Regions from separate parts of the Mus musculus genome. Here regions 2, 3 and 4 are each linked to region 1. A link is a contact called in public HiCAR-type and promoter capture Hi-C data. All regions are on one chromosome and are shown on one strand. The core of a region is the stretch at or near the end of the contact, and the rest is flanking DNA. Distances in the headings are between cores, read along the strand shown. Region 1 holds the start of Mpzl1 (myelin protein zero-like 1). Region 2 overlaps Ildr2 (immunoglobulin-like domain containing receptor 2). Region 3 overlaps Ildr2 (immunoglobulin-like domain containing receptor 2). Region 4 holds the start of Dpt (dermatopontin).

What was found. Promoter capture Hi-C pulls out the DNA fragments that hold promoters and counts their contacts. HiCAR-type assays count read pairs that join an accessible place to other places.
Region 2: a contact with region 1 is called in a promoter capture Hi-C map of liver. The contact joins the enhancer-like site here to the promoter of Mpzl1 in region 1. A contact is called at or near these places in 1 of 39 promoter capture datasets (liver), 5 of 115 datasets of contacts at active chromatin or transcription factors (astrocytes, embryonic hindbrain, embryonic limb bud and 1 more) and 1 of 9 other capture datasets (embryonic stem cells).
Region 3: a HiCAR-type map of astrocytes shows a contact between it and region 1, with 2.5 times the contacts expected there. The contact joins the enhancer-like site here to the promoter of Mpzl1 in region 1. A contact is called at or near these places in 1 of 484 Hi-C or Micro-C datasets (liver) and 4 of 115 datasets of contacts at active chromatin or transcription factors (astrocytes, embryonic hindbrain, embryonic stem cells and 1 more).
Region 4: a contact with region 1 is called in a promoter capture Hi-C map of cranial neural crest. The contact joins the promoter of Dpt here to the promoter of Mpzl1 in region 1. A contact is called at or near these places in 1 of 39 promoter capture datasets (cranial neural crest) and 1 of 115 datasets of contacts at active chromatin or transcription factors (pancreatic cancer cells).

The regions. Positions count from the first base shown.
Region 1 is chr1:165,632,710-165,637,818 of GRCm38.p6, reverse strand. Mpzl1 (myelin protein zero-like 1) reads left to right here and starts at 3,278. Exons shown (of 6, transcript NM_001083897.1): 1 at 3,278-3,516. The coding sequence starts at 3,426.
Region 2 is chr1:166,305,305-166,310,777 of GRCm38.p6, reverse strand. It overlaps Ildr2 (immunoglobulin-like domain containing receptor 2), which reads right to left. Exons shown (of 10, transcript NM_001164528.1): 8 at 2,845-3,058; 9 at 1,235-1,931; 10 at 1-18. Among named protein-coding and RNA genes, the nearest start is that of Ildr2, 54 kb to the right of the region's middle. Within about 2 kb of position 1,392, at least 87 of the 459 cell types and tissues checked have an H3K27ac peak or open chromatin away from gene starts, as enhancers often do.
Region 3 is chr1:166,280,231-166,285,605 of GRCm38.p6, reverse strand. The region is part of intron 3 of Ildr2 (immunoglobulin-like domain containing receptor 2); the gene reads right to left. Among named protein-coding and RNA genes, the nearest start is that of Ildr2, 29 kb to the right of the region's middle. Within about 2 kb of position 2,810, at least 121 of the 459 cell types and tissues checked have an H3K27ac peak or open chromatin away from gene starts, as enhancers often do. A contact at or near this core is called in astrocytes, embryonic stem cells, liver and 1 more, where this site is marked.
Region 4 is chr1:164,795,204-164,800,496 of GRCm38.p6, reverse strand. Dpt (dermatopontin) reads right to left here and starts at 3,834. Exons shown (of 4, transcript NM_019759.3): 1 at 3,461-3,834. The coding sequence starts at 3,765. Gm32569 (a long non-coding RNA gene) reads left to right here. Exons shown (of 4, transcript XR_373663.3): 3 at 325-415; 4 at 3,022-4,971.

The sequences.
Region 1 (5,109 bases), core at 2,029-4,528:
ATCTTTCTAGCAAAAATATCTCTTCTAGATCAGAGATATTTTACTAAGGCATTCTTTTCTACAGGACTGTTAATGAAACTAATTTTGCTCAGGCAAACCTTTTTCAGGGTGGCCCAGGGTCTTAGTTACCTTACTGTGAAGAGATGCCATGACCAAGGCAACTTAGCGTGGGCTTTTGAAGCCTCAAAGCCCACCCCCAGTGGCACTTCTCCTCCAGTAAGGCCACGCCTTTTAATCCTTCTCAAGCAATTTGGCTAAGTATTCAAACACATGAGCCATTTTCATTCAAACCATCACACCTTGGATCCATAATTTTTTAAAAAGTTACATTTATTTATTTATTTATTTATTTAGTGTGTGTGTGTGTGTGTGTGTATGGAGGTCACAGAACAGCTTGTAGGAATTTATCATCCCCTTCCACCCTGTCAGTCAGTTCTAGGGTCTAAAGTCGTCATCTGGCTTGGTGGCCAGTGGCTTCACTGGATGTGCCATAGCACCAGTGCTTGGAGTCATCTTTGGGTCTAATGGTTGGTCATCCATTCAGAGTTCAGAACATGTTTCTGCCCCTACCCACAGAATTTCATTCTTTCATGGCAACATTTTTTGTTGTTGTTGTTTTTTCGAGACAGGGTTTCTCTGTGTAGCCCTGGCTGTCCTGGAACTCACTTTGTAGACCATGCTGGCCTTGAATTCAGAAATTTGACTGCCTCTGCCTTCCGAGTGCTGGGATTAAAGGCGTGCGCCATTGTGGTAACATTTTATTTTTAGTTTAAATATGCTTTATTTTTTAGACAATATACACATCATGATTATATACATACATACATACATACATACACACATAATATATGTATATATGTTACACATCTCTATCTCTAAATAAATCACAGTAAAACTAAACTATAGCACAAGAAGATGTCAGCCATATTTGTCTTGGGTTCTGGTGTTATATGGATCACAAGCAGTAGCCAGTTATGATGGCTGGCAGCAGAGCCAATAGAATTGCTCGAGATGTTAGCATTTTTTCATTTTCTAAACCATCCTTAAAGAAAGTCCTGCCTGGGGTCACATAGACCGGAACACCAACCGAGCCAATAGGATTCATGTTTTTACTAAACCCGGTAGCTTTTGAAATTGATCAGGGTATACTTGATTTGTTCTGTGGCCCGGTCATACGGGGCCTTACTTTTTCTTGCTTCTGGTCTTCAGGTTTGCCTCAAGTCTGCCTCTGAGTGTGTTAGCCCCATCTTTGATGTACTTGCTTTTGGCCTTTGGTCTCCCGTGTGGATGACGCTCCCTTGCCAATGCACCTTTAACCTCTGACCCTCACCTGTCATTATTGTGCTTTTTGCACCTTTGACCTCTGTCCTTCAGAAGCCCGTTCATCAGTAAGTCACCAGTGCTAGCCTCTATCCTACTGACCGTCTAGATCTCTGAGACCTGGAGGCACAGCCTGACCAAAATCCCCCGGATCATGGAGATGTTAGACAACCGGTCCTGGTAGATGACTGAGATGTCATCTGCTGTGGACTGAGGCGCTCACCTGGAGGAAGGAGCTGGCTGAAAAGGCCGTAGAAACTGATCCTAAAGGCAAGGTTGACAGTCTAGGAATTAGAACTCTTTTTCTTGATTCTATTTCCTACATCGATCTTTTTCTGAACCACTTCTCAATGCTGCCTTCCTTCTGTGATACCTATGTTATGAGCCTGAGCATGCTCCTCCGTGCCTCCTCCCCACCCCCACCCCTGAGACAGGGTCTCACTAAGTAATCCTGTCAGACCTAGAATCACTATGTAGAACAAACTCTCAAAGGCCCCCTGTTTCTGTCTCCTGAGGGTGGGATTAAAGACATGAGGTGCTCTCCTCAGTACAGATCTGACTTCGTGGCCACTCCCCTTCTGTTGCCCACAGGATAACCTAAGGATGGCCACAAAAAAAAAAAAAAAGTTTTAAGAGTCTCACAGGGTAGTCTACACTGTGTGGCACAGGCTGCCTTAGAACTCCTGATGCAGCCTAGGCTGGCTGGCCTCAAACTTGAGACAGTCCTTCTTTCTCAGACTCCTCCACAGCTTGCCCTTTCTACTTTCCTGCTAAACTCTTGGTTATTAAAACTCCAATGTGTGCTCCTTGAAAGTAAAGTGCCACCGATGGGCAGGACCTGCTAACCGGAAGGCAAAATAGCTGCGATATGCATTCTTGGTTTTCTCCAATTGCCTAGTAATTAGGAACTTGCTCTACTGCAAGGTTAAGGGGCTAGGCCACTGGAAACATCGGAAGGACACTGTTAAGACTGGCTTTTGACAAAATCCTGAAAGGAGAGGCCGCGTTTTGGTCTACTGGACTACGCTCCGCCTATTATAGTCTTGTTCCTAAAACTTGTTTTCCTCCTCCAAACTCTCACTTGGATTTTCCCGTTCTTCGTTCACTCTAATCTGTTTTGTGTCTGGTCCCTCCTTTTTCCCCCTTTGAAGACCATTCTCAGAATCCTCCCTCTCTTTAGGGTTTGCTGGGTAACTAGTAGCAGCCGGCACTTTTCAGAATTGAAGTAAGGCACCGCCTCCGTCCTAACTTTTCATCTATAGGCCGAGGGACGTTGATATGCTAAACAAACAGTAAGTGCAGTCACTGGTTATCTAGGTGGCGGGAAAGAGTTCCAATTCCTATTCCTTTCCTGTCCTCTGAAAAGCCAAAAAAGGGCCTGCTCAGAGGTTAGGGCAAGATGGAGACTTCTCATGTTGCAACGCAAATGATCCAGTTCAGGCAAAGACAGATACTCGGCAAAGGTCAAAGAGATGGTGGGTCTTTTTCTATCTCGACCACTGAATGGAAGTCTTTCCTCACCTCTCTCTTCACTTCACTCCTCCCCTCCCCCACCCGGTCCCTAAATTAATTGCTTTTCTTTAGGTGAGTGAGGCCAGGAGTAACCAAGCAGATCCTAGTCGGAAATGATATCCGGACTTGGAAGAGACCGCGGGGAGGGACATTAAGAGAACTGTGGGACTGGCCCCTCAGAGAGGAGGGCAGCCTCTGGCGGCGGTGGGCCGGAGGGCAGCCCCACGACCAGCCACGCAGGCAGGCTCAAAGTAATGCGGCTGCAGAGGCACAGTACGCGGGCATGCTGCACAGATCACACCAAGGGCGGGGCCCGGAGGGCGGGGCCTTGCCCGAGGGGGCTGACAGGGAGTCGAGTTGTCCAATGGCTTCTTTCCCAGGTTGCCAGGAGGACCAATGAGCGAGCAGTGGGGCGGGCACAGGGGCTGGAGCTGGGCAGAAGGCTGGCGGTTGGCCACTGGGGCCGGGAGCGGGGAGCGGTGGCGTGGAGGTGTCCTCGCGCTCGCAGCCGCGATCCGGACAGAGCTGTGTGGTCTAAGGCAAGCCAGCCGACCGCAGCGGGAAGCCGGGCGGAACGGAGCGGCGGGAGCAGGATGGCAGAGGCCGTCGGAGCCGTGGCACTGATTGCGGCCCCGGCCCGCCGGCGCTGGCTGTGGTCGGTGCTAGCCGCGATGCTCGGGCTGTGTGAGTGATGCCGAGCCGGGGTCGGGCGGGGGCTCCGCGGCCGTGCGCGCGCTCGGGGCGCCTCGGAGGGGAGGGGGCGCGGCCTGCGAGCTCTGGGGCCTGGGCACGCCGCCCGGGGAGCGCGGCCGGGAGCCGAGGAACCTCTTTCTTTGGATCCCTTTGCGTAGAGGGCGAGGGGGGTGGGGCGGGGAGGGGTGAGGGAGCTCCCTACCTTGCAGCTCCCTGGGGACAGTCCCAGGAGCCCACTCACGCCCAGTCCCCTGCGGTCGCCTCCTGGCGATTCTGAGTTGCCCAGGACCTCCCGGGAGTCCGACTCTGGAATTGATGTTCTCCACCTTTGGGAGATGGCGGAAGATTGCAGGATTTTTCACCTGTGGGCCTTTGTTGGTTTATTTCCTTGTTTAAACCAGTGTTTTTCCTTTACCTGGTAAGATCTATTTCGAATGCGCTCAGATCAATTCTTAAGGCTCTATGATTGAAAACTCAGACTCTCATTTATTTCATCTCTGGGGTCTGTAAATCACAGAGGCGAAATTTACGTTACTTCTAGCCTAGAATGCAAAGGCTTGAAAGAATTCGGTCGAATTCGTATTAATGGTAAACATGGGCAAGATAGTTTGACAAGACGAACATTTACAAAGCATGCTTTTACTTTGATTTTAAAAGCCCCCCTCTCAGGCCCTTACCAAATAAACCAGGCTTAAGTTTTTGATAAAGGCTCCGGCTCGGTTTATATGACGTCTTGGACGAGTTGTTTTATGGGGCGTCTGAAGTAGTGTCTGCCCCAGGACTTTTTTTGTGTGTTGTTCAAAGTAAAGTACTTGTTTCTGTCTCAGAATTCAGCTAAGTAGTGGTTACCGAGAGGTCGAACTCCTAAGAAAACACGGAGGGGGTTCCTCCCACTCATTCTTTTGTTGTGTAAAATGTAATTTGTTCAAAATCCATTACTCAGTACTTTCTTTCGTGCAAAAGTTCTTAATGTAGTAGTCTCTCGAACCAGGAGTATAGGTGAGATTCTGTTGGATTTCCAGCTTTCATTTAAGCTCCTAGTTAATAGCTTGGAGGTGAAAATGGACAAGATTCTTTTTTTTTTTTTTTTTTTTTATGTATCAGATGGGATCTGTTTTGTTTTTGTTTTTGTTTTCCTGTTTCTCCTAAGGAAACAGAAAAGGCGTGGGTTTTTGTTTGTTTGTTTGTTTGTTTGTTTTTGCCATTTTTTTTTCTATTGGTGCCGGCTGTATTTGTGTTTAAGCAAAGGAACACAGAACAGACCCAAACTCCACTTTATCAGACTGATTGTGGGCTGAATTGTGTGATGTCAGACATTGCCGTTGGGGACAGGGCGGTCAGAGTGATCTTAAATTCAGGGTGTTAAAAGCTGCAGAAGCAGGGACTGTGTTATGAATGAAATGTCACCTGCTCTGCTATAAAAGAAACCATTCTTCTTCTTCTTTTTTTTTTAGAAGCCAGGTATGATGGCTTACACCTGAAATCCCAGCACTTGAGTGGTTGGGACAGGGGGATTGACATGAGTTGGAGGCCAGTCTGGGCTGATTTGAAGGAACTACACATAAGGGCTCATCTTTTACAAAA
Region 2 (5,473 bases), core at 143-2,642, 670 kb before region 1:
CCTGGTTGGAAAGTCGCCCTAGGGAAAAGCAAAAAGAGCCCACCATTAAACCACAGACTGAGAAAGCAACAGACACAACTAGTGGCTAACTGGGCAGAGCTGAAAACCTGATCAAATCCAGGCACACCTTGACTCTAGACTTTGTTAGATTTCTGGTGATTATCCCAAAGCCCAGAAAATGCTAAAGCCAACATATGTCAGATAGAACCCAGTTCCATGGCCTCAGAATAACTTGGTATTGTCTCAAGAATACTGACAGGTGGATGGTGTGTTGTTAACCTGAAGTCTCCTGAGAGTTTCTTCCTCACTCACGGTACCTTCCTCGGTCATTGCATGTCTCTAGTTTCAAGAACAAGCAAAGCCGCTTAGGCGCTTGGGGAAATGAATATAGTGTCGAACACCTATTTCCTGTCCACTCTCCTGCTCCCTATACTGTATACTGAAAAGTGCCCAGAGCTGAGGATGCAGCTCAGTGATAGAGAACTTGTCTAGCATGGGCAAGGCCCTGGGTTCGAGCTCCATTGAAAAGGAAAAAAGGCAGGAAGGTAGGCAGGCCAACCCAGCTGAGAGTCTGGAAAAAAAGAGTGCTGTCAGGTTAGCTGATAAACAGAAATTCTCGAGCATGGAGAGTGATATAAAAAAGTGTATAGCAGGGGAGGAGTGCAGGAGTACTTCGGTGCCCCCCCCTGTGGACACGTGACTGTTTCCCCAATGTTTCCGAAGTCCAGAGCTCTTTCAGGGGCTGAAGGAAAAGTGTACAGAGAATGCAATGAAGTCTATGTACGTCCATTTACAAGAGAATTGAGCAGAAGCAAAGGGTCCTGTCACACATGCAAGGTAATGACGGGACTCAGTATTCACTCATTCAACAGGCAGAAGTGGGCCCTTTGTAAATAGCCATCACTCTCTGGAATGTCCGCATAAGCACGCACAAAATAGCTTGCACGCAGTTCACAGAAATTCTGGGTAAAGGCTAGCGGGAATGTGAGCCCTTTGAAGGTCTTTTCCACAATCACCTATACATTATCTACTTTTAAAAATATGTTTTGTTGATGTTGCCATCTCTTGATGGTCCCACTCTTACTTCCTCCACCTGCCCCTGGATAGTGTGAAACTGATGACTCAGCCTCCATGAGCATATTTTCCGCCAGGCGGCCTTGCAACCTCATAACTCACCCACCCCCCAACCCCCATTCCCGGACCCAGCTCCAGAGAGATGGGGGTGAGCCCTCACGGGTTTCTTGGCGGGCTCCTTTTTCCTCCTCTTCTCCGAGTTGCTGTGGAAGGACAGGTCACGCCCACGGTAGGACGGGCCCCGGCTCAGCTCTCCGCGGCTCAGCTCCAGCTCGCTGTAGGGTGGCAGCGCGTCCTCATCCGCCGCGTCGTCCTCGTCTTCGCCCTCGCTGGCCCCAGCTTTGTATGTGGTTGGCGGCGACCAGGCGTAGTAGGATGCGCTGCGCGGGCCCAGCTGCGCGCCCAGCTTGGACGGCGTCTCCAGGCTGCCCCCGCGGCTGCTGCTCTCCGGCCGCGCCTGGCGCTCCAGCACGCTGCTCAGGTACGAGTGATCGTACTTGGGCGCGGTGCCCGGGGTCCGGCTCACCAGGCGCGGCAGAGGCGCATCCTCTGGCGGCCGGCGGCGTGCGGGTGCGGGGCTGTAGGTCCAGCCACGCTCCCCGTCTCCCGGCGGCTCGCGACTGCGTCCGCGCCCGTAGTACTCATCCAGCGAGCCGTCCTGGTAGAAGGCACCGTGGGCCCGCGACTCCGAGCGCTCGAAGCGGCTCCCCGCCCGCGCCTCGTGGCTGTTGCCATTGGCGCGCCGCGACCGCTGGCCGTACGAGTCTGCGAAGGCTGCCAGCTCGTCCATCGACACGGCCGGCACGCCCGTGGCAAAGTTCTTCCGCGACAGCATCTCAGATTTGGAGCGCTGCTGGCTGCGGGCAGATGGTCACTGGTTATTGCATGGAAACCTTGCAGCGCGCCCCTGGAGTTTCAGGGGCCCAGGTGTATCTTACCCCTCAGCCCAGCAGGATGAATCAACTTTGGCACCTTTTGTGCTGCGAGTTCAGCCAGAGCAATCCTGGCTCTCTCCTGAGTTTGTGTGGAAGACCAGAATGGTTGTGTATCTGAAAATACCTTGTGATCTGTGTAGTGCTGAAACACACAGATCAGCTTGTTATCGTGTTGAGACCCCTGGGTGACAGCCACATGTTTTACTTCACCCACCCTCACAACCACAGCAAACAGCAACACACAGCTCTGGTCCCAGGAGACCAGGAATAATTGTTAACATAGAAAGGATTGTATCTCTCTCCGGGGCAGGGACCAAGTTGCCTATTAAGTCAAGAGGCCTGAGACCTCTGCAGTGGGTAAAGGAAATGGGGGGGGGGGTAGGTACCTACTGTCCTCCAAGGACAGATAATGAGTGCAGGCATGCCATTCAGGAATCGAGCTGTCACACAGATTATTAAATGTTGCTTGGACTTATCACCCTGGGCAAGTTCCTTAGCATCTGGAACTTTCTATTTCCTGGCCTTAAAATAGGAACATAAACAGTAGCTGCTTTTTAGAAGTATAAGGATTAATTACAAGAGATGGTGGCATGATCATCATTCTTATGACAAATGATCAGGGTGGTGAAGATAGTGGGTTCTTTAAAGGTTCTAGGATAAAACATATGGAGAGAGTGTCTCATTACGGGACCCAAGACACTCATTTCAAAAAGGCTTAACTGGTTACTTCTCACACACAGTATCACAAGGGTGTAATATATGTAAGAGATATTCCATAGTCTATAGAAACAGAAGAACAGATACACAGTGGTCCCTTCCCACTCATGGCCGTCACCTGTGCCTGAAGCTCTCACGGTCCTCTTTGTTATACTCCAAGGCTGGCCCCCTGTTGGTCCCACTGTTGCCTCCCATGACACCTGACCAGTAGTCAGGATTGCTTTCCAGGTCTCCAGACATAGGGAACTGCTTATTCCGCATCTGGTGGTAAGACTGGCGGAAATTGCTGTCATCATCATGCAGGGAGCTGAGTTCCGAGATGGTGTTGTTATCTGCAGGAACAAAAGCAGGCACCATGGTTTTCTAAATGATTGGAAGGGAGTGCTGCTAAGGGCTATGATCGCATATTCCAGAATCTTCTGCCTGGGAGCCATGGTCCTGACCAGTGTGAGCTGTAGATGATCACAGGTGGTATTTGTGTTACTCAGCAGGAATTGGCTCCATCTCAAACCCAACTTGCTTACAGAGAGGGAGGCTTCCTACATGCTGTTCTTGGAATAGGGAGACAATTGTCTTTGTTCTACCTAAGGCAGGCTTCCCGGATCTCCCTTGTTCAAATGTTTTTCTCTGTCCTATATAATCACTGCGGTGAACTTCAATGATTCAGGCTATGTTGGGCCAAGAGAGGAAGGGGAAAAAAAAAGCCACTACTAATAGCATGTTCTCTACTGCTGGCCCGGTCCCAAAAGGGGGTCTTTAGAGCCAGTATGAACCCCGTGCTTTAGAAGAGGCCCATTCTGCTCTCCAAATGGCTCAAAGTCAAGGTGAAGGACATATACCTTGGTTTCAGTTCACTTACCTTTTAGACCACGCTCCTGCTGTGTAATGCCCTGCCCAAGGCTCACCAGACCTACTTAAGGCCTGGGTAGACCTGTTTCCCTCCCTATCAAAGGATTGCAGGTGTTTGTGGTTGTGAGTGGCTAGGCCAGACGTTTGGAAGGTGGACTTAGCCTTTGTGTCCACTGGGCTGTAGCTTGAACTCTGGCCCCTGCCTAAAAAATGTAAGAAAGATGCGGTCACAGATTTCTCACTTCCTAGCTTTGTGCAGAAGTACTTATGAACTAGGACCAGAGTTATGATGTAGCTAGAAAAATAACAGAAATTTCGATTATTTTTTAAAAACTTAGAAATATATTGAATTTCCTTTTACTTAAATCTAGGGAACCTATTTGTAATGTAACTGATCCACTTGTTTTCTAAATCTTTTAACTGAGACTTTGAAAATATTATTAAAGACAACATTTACTAGTCCTTGCTGCTGAGTGAAAGGTGAAGCCAAAATTAGATGTGGGGGGCAGAGATATGGTCTCTCAGGTTTCCTCTGCCTCCCCTCCATCCTCTGTGGTACAGGGAGGACCAGAGGAATTTTTTACAACAGCAGGACCTCCTAGTGTTGTCTTACCGAGAGAGAGCACACAGGAATGATAATTTACTCGTGGGATCATTTGGTATTAAATTATAACACATTTAAACATAAACCACTTAGAGAAAGATGATGATGATGATGATGATGATGATGATGTGTGTGTGTGTGTGTGTGTGTGTGTGTGTGTGTGTGTGGTGCATGCCCAGGTGTATGTCTCCAGCGGACTTGTGTTCCTAATTCTCTCACTGAATTTGGAGCTAGGCTGGTGACCGGAAAAGCCCCGGCATCTTCTCTTCTCTGCCCCGTTACAGAGCTGGAGTTACAGGAAACTGCAACCATGTCTATCTTTTTACATAGATGCCAGGATCTACACCAAGGTCCTCAAGTCCGAACAGCAAGCACTCTTATACACCAAGCCATCTCTCCAGCCTTTATGCCTATTTTAAAAGGAAGCAGCTCACAGACTATTGGTTAAAATCTACAATGTTCCCTCACAGTTCCCATGAGTCCCAATTCCAGTAGGCATACAGGGGCGGGGTGGGGGGAGCTTTAGTTTGCAATGGTGAGAACATTGCAAAACAATATTGTTGGCTCAGAATTTTCTCGAAATTTCAAGTGATACTTGACCTCTCTCATTTCTCCAGATTGTAAGAACTATCACCATTTGACCACTCATAGTAACAAACTACCCAGGGCATATGTTACACTAAAATTTCTGCCAAGTAGAACATGACATCAATGTCGCCCTTGACAGAAATAATAATGCCAGTCTGGGGCAGGAATACACAAACATTTTCTGTAAAGGACCAGCCATGGAATAAACATTTTAAGCTTTGTTAGCCATACTGGTTATAACCATTCAGTTCCACCATTCAACAAGAAGTTATAGAACATATGTAAGCAAATTAGCCTGGCTGTGTACCAATAAAACTTTATTTAAAAAAAAAACAGAAATTGTTATATATATACCTGTGCCCAGGAGATACTGTTTGCAGACTCCTGCTCTAGACATCCCAAGAATATAAGCGACCAGAAGTGACTACCACTTATAAGGGTTGCACAAAGGAGAACCACAGTGGCCAATAAATTCAAGAACCTGGACTTCACACCCCCAATTCTTACAAAATCTGTGAAACCAAGGTATCTATCTTATGGGTGTTTTTTTAAATTGCCCCAGTCCATGATCTGCCCTGCTCTTCAGAATAGAGCCAACCTCCATAGTGAACTCTATTCCTGAGTCGTCCACACAGCCGTTGTACTGTAAATCTGCAGGTACTAGGTGGTCTGGGTCCTGGTCTTGTCCCTGGCCACATGCTAGCAC
Region 3 (5,375 bases), core at 1,561-4,060, 650 kb before region 1:
TGCCGAATTTCTCCCAAGGTGCTAATCTCTTTCCTTGGTAGTCACAGCCCTCAGGGTAGTTCATCTCATTCTTTAGCAAAACAAGTGTTGGAATTGCATTGGTCCAGTACTTATTACTTGGTCTACAGGACTCTAACAGTATGTTTTGACAGAGCCCTTGTGGCTGCTACAATAAGATGTCGTCTCCTCTTCCAGGCTCCCCAAGGACACTGCACACACCTTCAGCGGAGCATTTATCTCTCAGCAGTGATTCCTTTACATGTGCCTAGCAGGCTAGAGGTCCCAGTAGAGTGGGGACTATGCCCTAGGCTCAGCATCTTAGCAGCCTAGTACCAGAAGGCCCCTCATTCAACCCATCAGAACTTTCAAGGCTTTCCAACAGTAAATCCCCATGGTTTGGTAGGCTGCACCTCTAGCTAGACTTCTGACATGTTGCTCTTTATAGAACCTTCCACCCAATCCAGTGAGCTCTTAATAGGGAAGATAAAGGAGCTGTTCCGTTGTCAATCCACACATGCATCAGTTTTCAACATATGGCAAAACAGTTAGCATCCGGGAATCAGTGTTCAGTGCCAAGGATGTACTCCAGGCAATAGAACATCTTGCCACCTCACTCACACCAGTGAAAACAGACAAGGCTGGTGTATGGTAAAAGAATTGGTTATAGAGATATAATACGAATGTAAATTTTACCCTAAGAGATTGCTTTGGTCTGTGCCCGTCACACTTCTGCTCAGGGTCTGATAGTTGAAAGCCTTCAAGGTATAAAGGGAGGTGAAATTCTAGATACCATACAAACTTGTTTTTGGGGACTAAATCTGGCTCCTTTGCATGCAGCAGGCAGACAGAGTGCTGAGAAACTCATGTAACGGTGAGGTGAGAGCAGTTCTTCCATCCCTGTGTTGCCCAGAGCACGGTGATCTCTGTCCATTTCTTTGAATAAGATAACAAGAGCCACTCTCAGGCATGCCAGGGCACCGTGAGAGCGAACTTCCTCTTCAGGAGGGTGGCAAACGCCTCCCCAGTCTTTGCGGTTCCAGCTTCTCCTTTCTGCTGAATGCTTCCAAGCTTTCCTGGGATGCTCGGGATCCATCTGCAGGGCTGTACTGTATCCACCCTCTGCACACTCCACTCCCAATCCTCAAAAATACTGCTTTTCTACCTCTCAGAGGAGAGCAGGTGCCTTCCTCTGGCCCTTGTCCGTATGTGTAAAGATGCTCCTAAGGGTTGTTTCTATGGCTATTTAAAATACCAAATATATTTGGAAATTTCCCAGGGGCACACACATGCCTGATTTTATTCTATATTCCCATGGCAACCATGCTTCCAATAAATATAGTTTATGACTATCTGTCACAAATGTGGATAGAGCTTCCTTTTCCTTCACATATATTTATAAACTATGTATTTAAGCATTTCTTGTGTTTATTTTTTTCCTTTTGTGTCTTTTATATTTTAGTTCACTTTAAATTATAGACTTAGAGGAGAATCACCCTGACAGTGAATTCTCTCTATATAGTGACTACTATTGGACCCTCTGCAATTAACTGTTAATAAAGGCTTCCAGGTCTTTGGCAGTGGGTTGTATGTTTGGTCAAAGGCCTTGACTTCTTTTATTTACACATTTTTAAATCATATTTTATGGCTCCAAAGGACCACAAAGGTTACCACAGCCTCCATCCGATGTCTTCAGAAAACCAGAGAGATTAAGAATCTTAAGGAAAGTTGTATAACTGCCTAAAAAGCAATCGAGGAATAGAACTGGGGTCTACTGACTCCAGCTGTCCTCCCTGCCCCCCACCCAAACATCCACCCCCATCCCCATGATGTCATGGTGCCTCTTAATCTCCTGGTATTTGCACTGAATGGCTGAAATCAGCCTGTGCTTGTGGAACTCCTCTGCTTACATAATGAAACTATAATTTCTGGATGTACAAAATGTTGGATGAGATTGTTGAAAAAAATCGCAACACGTCTTGCAATTGCAACTAGAAAAATGATTACTGGGATACATCGTGACACCGTGTGATCTAATTAAAAGACATACGGACAGAAACTAACAAACAATAATAATGGTTGCAAAGGTACTTGGCCTGTGCAAAGTGCTCTAGTGATCCAACCTCCGGCCCCCAAAACAGTGAATGGATGGAAAATATCATTAGTAATATAACATGCTTGACTTGGTCTGAGATGATGGAATATAGAAGAGAGCTAGACTGACTCAAAATTCGATGAGGATGGCGGGACACCACTGAAGGAGGAAATTGAGTTTGTGGGGATCAGTGTGGTTTCTTGCACTTTATTGTGCTGGGTGAAACAGATTTGCACAATGATATCCACTAGACTTGATCCAATATTCAGGGACCACTACTTTCCTTAACCAAAAAAGCCCTGAGGTCTCAGACAGGCACTGAGGGTACACTGCTATAAGGTCATTCAGGCCAGAGTTCCTGCCCTTTCCTTGGTGGCGAAGCGCTCTTGGGGTATAAAGGGCTTCCATGATGGACCCTTTCCCAGAGCCCTCTCTGGGAAGCCAATTCAACAAAATCCGAGGCGCTGTCCCCGTGTGAACCAAACCTGCATGCATTGAATAGAGGCAGCTGGCTTTGGAGAAAATGGAACTGTCTCCTGACCCGCTTTGACGGACTGCCATTCTTTCCTTGGGGGACTGAGCCGATTTCCCGGTACCACCCACTCCAGCGCTGGCCCTGTGTCCCCTCCCCCACGCAAGGGCTCAGAAGACTACAAAGAGCGCGCGGGTTGACCCAGCTGCTCCAGCACCTCCCGGGGTAACCACGGCAACCGAGGTGGTCAGGAATGCACGCTAATTGAAGGCCGTGTTCCTCCCACAGGGATGGGCAACAAGTGAGGCAAAAACAGTGAGCTGGGCTGCTTGTGAGGAGGGAGGGTAGAGCAGGCTTGGGGCCAGCCTTGGCTGGGGTGGCTGAGGGACTGGGCACTCATGAAGAGCGTCTGCCAGGCCTCATTTGGTTTTTAAGCGACGCAGGGCAATGCAAAGCTGTGTCAGGTCAGAAGTCTTTGGGTATATTTTCCAACCAGCTACCATTCCATGAAGGCACCTTCTTTCCCTGGGCTGCAGTGCTTGATTGATGTAGTTGAAGGGAGCTGTACATCCTAATGCCTCAGAAAACGGGGTGCCAAAATGAGACAACCCAAAGATAACAAAGTGTGTTGGGTCAGATAAACCCCAAGTTTATCACCATCAGGATGATTTCAAAGGGGGCTGGGACGTCAATGAGAAAATGTGAGTCTATTCTTAGCGGTCAATTCACAAGAGACTCATTAAATCTGCTTAAGAAAAAACCAACCGTTTAGCAGGAATACTTCAACATAGATTTCCTTAAAGAGGGTTCCCTCAGATTAGAGATGACACACTGGTGGGGGCATGTGGAGAGTGGCAAGAGGTAAGAGAAGGAACTAATAGCTACTGGATTTTTTTCTTAACAACCAGCCTTTGGGATGACTTTTAAGACCCCTCTCTCCTACAGATTGGGGAAACTAAGCTCGTATTAGTATACCAAGGGCTGTCTGGCCCCAAGCCTCTATGCCATGCTCACACTGGACCATGTGCAGTATCCAAGTGGACTTCCTTACACTTGGCATCTGGGATGTGTAAAGTCAGAGCATGAGTATCGTGAACTAGTCTGTATTGTAGGAGGCTCCAAAGCCTTCCCAGCCTCTCTTCACTGGGTTCATAACTCTTGGCCAGCGTGACAAGCAAAACAGGCATCCAAACACTGCCAAATGTCTCCTGCAGAGCAAGCACCCCTCTACTGAGAACCTGTGACACAGATACTTATTATCCAAGCACAGCTTTAATCCTTTTTTTTTTTTTAACTGTTCTTTCATCGCCACCAAACCACAACTTTTATCTTCATAAAGGACACAAAGTTTTAACAGGGACACAATGAAGTCATTTATGTATTTTGTGTCTTCATTGTGTGGGATCCCAGTACAGCTAAAAATACTCATGAAATTTTTTTTATCACAATTTAAATATAAATCTGAATTGAAGCAATACTGACCTGCTCTGTGGTGTCTATCAGTGAGCAAGATTAGGATTATGCAATGAGTTCCTGAAACTAAGAGAAGCTTGCCCAGAACATCAAAGGTTTGGCTCCATATCTTGGAGGGACTCTCTGCCTCTTCTCCTAGCTACAGTTTCTAAGAGGAGTTAGATGCCTGGGTAACTCCTCTGGCTCTCCTCTCTCCTTTCAATACATTTTCTCATTCTTCATAAAAACAGCAAGGGCGTCTGAGTAAATTTTAGGGCAGACCAGGCCAGGGATAGGACAAAGAGGCTGGAGAAGAGACATGAGAGCATTGCCCAGAACAGCCCACCCCTCATTTTGCCCCTCTGTTCATGGGAGTCTTTGGAATTATCTCAAGCCATCTAGAATTCTGAAGGTGCTGGTGTGTGCTAAAGTAGGATGCTTCCACCCTACCAGGGATGAGCCCAAGCCTGAAGCATGGTCAAGTCTGCAAATGAAATGTGGGGAGAGGAATGCAGAATTAGGAAGTTCGGAAGGAAGGTTCTCTCTCTGGACTTGGGGCCAGAGTGTGGCTCTGATAATTCCTTTCCCCCACCTCTCCCTTCTGCCAGGAGTAAACTTCTTTTTTCTTCCCCAATTCTTTTACCGTTCTCCCTCTGTTTGTAAATCTTCCAGAGAGAAACAGCAGCAGCCACTCTCTGAGATCAAAGTTTTAGCAGGCAACAAAAGACCTCCAAGGAGGCTGTTGCCATGGGAACTCTGGGAGCTGAGGCCCTTCTAATGGGCAAATCTCCCTGGTTAGCAGCACCAGGCTATGGCTGGCAAAGAGGGAGATGAGGGGGAGGGGGAGTCTTGGCAACAAGTAGCCTCTCTGAACAGCCTGAACTGAAATCACTGGGATGTGGGACAGGATTCAAACTGGAACTGCAGGGAAGCAGGGATGGGTGCCAGGGCATTTCCACACAATCTTAGGAAATACTTCCATTAAGTAGCCCTGGAGTCACCTCCTGGGAGATATCCCCTCCCTCAAATCCATTGATTAGTTAATCGGTTCTTAATGGCTTTTAAAAACACTAGTGAGCAGAGACATTTATTTTCTACCAGACACAGGACTGTGAATAGCTTGAATTAAGGAGAGAGAGAGAGAGAGAGAGAGAGAGGTCCATGCCCGCCCATTCTTTTACTTGCCTAGGTAATCTACGCAGTACTCTTGGGTAAGTCGCAGGAGGAGATGGAGGAAAAAAATAGAAAAATGACAGGAAGACAAAGGTAATTCTACAGCATTGTATTTATGGGAAAGAATCAATCCCAAATTGGTGCCTACTCGTGGGGACCTGCTGAGAGCACACCTATTTCTGGCCT
Region 4 (5,293 bases), core at 2,585-5,084, 840 kb after region 1:
TTTGAAACAAAGAATTCGCTATGAAATATTTTAGTTTACTGAAACATTAAAAGTATAGGAGAATGTAAATCCAATAACAAGTCCATCTCGTGGTAACAATGTGGGTCAGCCAGGCTCTGGACATGTTTTAGAGATGCTTAAAGAAACTTAAAAGTTCCCTACCATGCATGGTGGTGGATACAGTAAGCCAAAATGAAATATTGGACTTCATCTTATAAATGTGGAAGTACAAAAGTTCAAAGATATGAGCAATGCATTGTCATGGATTAATTAATTCAAAATCTAAGCTCTAATAAAACAGATGCTTTTAAAATGCCTTTGCAGATTCTCTGGAGTACAGGGACTAGAAATGGTGCGAACACATAGAACAGTCTTCCTCCAAATACATGCCTTGAAGAAGCCTGGTTTGCCCAAAGTAAGTTTTGTCAAGTTCCATATCCACTAAGTCATTATTGACTGCCTTTAAATAAGATGTTAAAGTGCCAAATGTTTGTTTTAGATGTAGATTTGTTTTAGAATTCCCTTCTTCTCCTAGAAGCATCATGATTTTTTATTTCTGTTTTATTTCTCTCATTTCTTCTCCTATACCCTGCCCTCCAGAGGGAATTGAGAACCTAAGACAGTCCAGCTGGGCTGTGTGAAGAATCCTAGCTCAGAGAACCTTCCACCATAAGGCAGTTCCGAGTTACTACAACGTCCAGTTTTGTCTTACTCCACAAAAGACTTGTGTATCCCATGGTATTTGCTAATCAAAGTCAGAGGGCTCCTCTGAGAGCACGGCAGACCTGTCCCTGAGGAGGCGTGCATATGCACAGGGGACCAGAATTTCAATGGTGGAACCAGGCACCCCGCTTTACTCGAAACTTTATTTGAAAACATGTTTTTCAGCATAGACACCATGAGTAACAGCACTCTGCACTAATGGCTCTACCCGGAAAAGATGGCTCCCCATTAGCAAGTTTTCTTCAGCAGATTCTTTGTATTGTCAAGTTTGTGTTTGTCCCTCCTGCCTCTTAAAATAAACCTGAAAGCTAATTTACTTACACAAGACAGCCAAATTGCAGAAAACTCGTCAACAACTCCTCCCCAGAACAGATTAAGAACAGGCAGCCAGTCGGGGAGACGTAATTGCTCCCCAGCCTGTGAACAATTTCTTGCCTTCCAAATTTTTCACTGAGACTGGAGTCTGAACACAAAGCCATAATCATCTAGGAGAAAAATGCCTAGGGAGTAATTGGGTACCAGTTCTGGGGCAGCTGGGTCTGGTGGTGAAGAAGCTGTTTTGTGGGTTCATGACTTTCTAGCCCTGTGAATGGTGGAGATGGAGGAGGCAATGGACCATGGGAAGGTCAAAAGGAGGAAAGTGAAAATCTTAGATCCCATATATCAAAAAAAAAAAAAAATCACGTTTTTCCTTTTTTTCCTTTCCCCCCCCTCTCTTCAACTTTGGGAGTTCATGGTAACCAGCTACAAACAGGCATGTTTCAGACTAAATAGCATTTGGCTTCTTTCCTTAGCTGGGTGAACACACAGTTCAAGAGAATGCAAGCAAAAGCCAAGCGCACGCTGAAGTGAGTGGCTGCTTTGTGTAGAGACTGCAAAGCCTGAGGGTTCATCTTCCAAAGGCAGCAGCAGGGAGACAGCTGAAGCTTGGCCTAAGGTCCCATTACATTTTATCATTAGCACCAGAACCAAAACCCAGCTTGTGACTCACCCCAGGGCTCCCCCCTGCCCTGCCCCCAGTTAGGGGTTAGGCAATCTTCACCCAGTGCTGTCCTTCTGTGGCTCTTTCAAGAGGTTAGAAAGCTGGCCCGTCTATGTGATGGTCCCTTGGGGTGGGTGGACTGGACAGGCAGTTACAACTAGGTCATTTCTACCCTTGAAGCCAGGCAATGAGCCTGCCTGCTGGGACTCACCAGGGTCTGTCCTCTGTCCTCAAGACAAGTTTGGTCTCTGAGTCATCTGTGTCTGAAGGGGGTTTGGATCTGTTTGGCAGAAGCAGAGGGAATGGAGAAGGATGGCCTAACAGCCCTGCTCAAGAGGCCTCTACAGATTCTTCAGTCTGCTTCTGTTCCTATAATGCTGCCTATAACACGGGTAGATAGGCCCTGTCCTCAGGAGCAGAGCTCTAATCAAACTGCCACTTACCACACTGGGCCAGTCCCTGTAGTTCCCACCTTCTCTCAGCTTGAGTGTGGTTCTGGGGCCCTGGCTCTGTCAACAGGAGTCCACTTAGGGTGGAGGCAGCAGGCTCTTGGAAGCCCACCGCTGTAGCTCAGACTTTCTGGATCCAAATCTTGTCTTTCTAGCTAAGGAAACCCACCTATCTCCAGACCACAGTTTGCCAACCTACAGCATGATTTATAGGCTTGCTTAAAGCATTAGATCAGATCAGATAATGTAGTGTGTGGTGTGATGTATGCTCAGGGCATTTCTCCTGGATGGCTGAAAGTATCACCACTAATGTTTTATGTTGATCCATCCCAGATGCTCACTCTGCCAGTGCCCTGCAGGAGCCCCTCATGCAGTTGTCTTGTTCAGCAGAGGGCACACCTGGCAGCCTTCCAGCTGGGCTACCTCCTCCCTCAGTCTGCCTCTCCTAGGGTCAGCCTCCACCATCTCCCTAAGCCCTGAAATTTGGGCTCCATTTGGACAGCTATGAATGACCAGTATAGCCACCCCTGTCTCTTAAGATGGGCTTCTGAGCAAATGCCAGGGCTGGGATAGTCAAACACCACAGAGAAGCACAAACTGGGACCAATGCAGTTCCAATGATTAGGCAAAAGGCAGAAGTCAGGACAGTACCTCTAAAAACCTTTGGTAAACTATATCCTAGCAACAGAGGCTATTTAAATTCAAGAGAAAGGGAGAGAGAGGGAGACAGAGAAATCTCAGTAGTAAAACTCGCCAGAACATATTTCATCAGAACAGCAGAGCACTACTTAACTTCAGGACCCTTTGTTTCTAGTTCTCAGTCTTGTTTACCCAATCACTTACTTTGAATCAATATTTTTTTTTCAGGATATGGATACTGAGGACCCAATTGTTTATTTTGTCCCAACCACCCTGGAGCAGTATTTTTGGAAAACGGTAAATCATCCCAAAATGGAAGTGTTATTCCCATGTCACAGGGATGCCCACTTTCTATAAATTCCTTAAGACATCTCTATTTTGGAAGTCTGGTAAGCATTCTGCGTACACACACCCAGCTTGCGGGACACACTGAGCCTAGGGATGGCCTTTGAAGGAGTAGAACCAGATCCATCCTTCATGGGACATACCCCATCCTGGTTTTTCACCTTACAATGTTATCTACATTGTACACACCTGCCCGCCAGAGCATGCAATAGCAAGTTTAGGATGTGCCCAGGTTATGAGCCCTGCTATTTTAAGGACCAAACTTCTCCCATGCAGTACATACACAGATGTTCCCATCTCTAGAGCACTCTCTGCTTCTTACCATTCCATGCCGGCCCTGTTGATCTCCTCCCACCAGCACTCAGTGGGCTCCCCCAGGCTTTGGGGTGTAGGCATGCAGGCATAGTTCCATTGTCTGTCAGAGCCTTCCTTCTTGCTAAAGATGCTCCTCACAGCTACCACCACTTGCCCGTGGGGACACTGGTAGCTGAAGCCTTGGCGGTTAAGATTCACCCATCCATCATCACCGTAGTCCTGGTACTGCTGGTATGGGTACCCGTAGCCACCATACTGGCCCCAGGCTGTGGTCACCAGTGGCAGAAGAACCCACAGAAGAGTGAGGTCCATACTGCCCGGCTTCTGGCAAAAAAAATGTCACCCTCAGTTTGCTGGGCTGACTTTATACAGCTGCCGCTGACATGTGGTTCCCAGATGTGGGTGAACTGGATCCAACTGCAGTGTGTCATTGCTCAAGCAAAAGCTTTTCCACGCTGAGAAACTGGCCTTGCTTGCGTCCAGCTTGTTTTAAGGTGGAATTCTATGAACATGCAAGGAACATGTAAATCAAGGAAATCTCCCCAGAGAATCACTTCACGGAGAGGGACCAGAGGCAGCTGCTCCACTCTGCTCAGAAACACCTGAGAAAGACCCCCTCAATTGCCTACCTATCCTTCCCTCATCTCTCGGCATGCTGCCCCTCTGCCACGCCCCTTCTTACTAGCAAACCAGGTATCTGGTAGCTGTTCTCCTGCTTAGCTCTCTAGAATTATACGGAAATCCAGGCGGAGATTTCAAAACACAAACGTTGATAAGTTAAAGGAACTCAACCTTTAGATTTCTGCAAACCTAGGTGCCTGGATTCTTTTTATGTTCTTAGTCCGTCTTTTAATTGGGGGTAGAAGCAGATGATCTGTCTTCAGGTCTACTGTTAAAATGTCTAACGTTCAGGTAGAAGTGCTATTGGTCCATGGAGAGAGCAGCGGGGCGTTATCTCTGCTTCAGCATCTGCCTGAGCTGCTGAAAGTGGTCCCTTCAGCTCTGGCTTAAGTATGGAACTGGTTAAGCTCAAATGAATGGTAAGTTTTTTCAGCTGGCACTTTCAAACTTTACATTGACTTTTCTGTTTGTTGAGGTGAAGTGTATAAAATAAAGGCCAGCTTTTCAACTGTGTAGCATACAGTCCTGCAGGCAGCTCTGAAATCATGCTATAGAGTAGACTGGATAGTCCAGAGCACCTCCTCATAGCCCTCTGCATCCTCTTTGTTCCCGATACCTAGTTCTGCTACCCAACAATCGGATGTTCGTCTCTACAGTTTTGCCTGTTCCAGATTGTTAATAACTGGGGTCACACCACACGGGTCAGTCTCTGTTACCCCTGCTTTTGAGACTCGACTGTGCTGCCAGTCACTGACCTCTTGTAATTGCTGAGAAGGGTTCCACAGTATGGGTGTCCTGTTCAATGGTATCATCTGAAGCACGTGTGGAATATCTCATTTGTAAAAATTTATATATAACTATGCATAAGTGCTTACGAATAAAATTTCTATAAGTGCACAGAGGTTTTCGTATAAAGCTTCTTCTTCATTTTGCTTCAGTAAATACTCATGACTGATTTCCAGGTTGCTATGTAAGAGTCTGTCAAACTTTAAAAGAAGCTGTCTGTGCTATGGCACCAGAAAATTATCCTTTCTTTTACATTTTGGTCATTTTAATAGGTGTATAGCGGCAGTTTGGCATGAATATTTTTGTCTCCTGGCTAATGATTTTGAGAAATTTTTTCATTAGAGTTTTGGTATGGAACACATTTTTAAAAATGTCTTACCTATTCTAGCATTTTGAATCACTTGGAGTATCTCTTTTTAATTTGCATTTATCT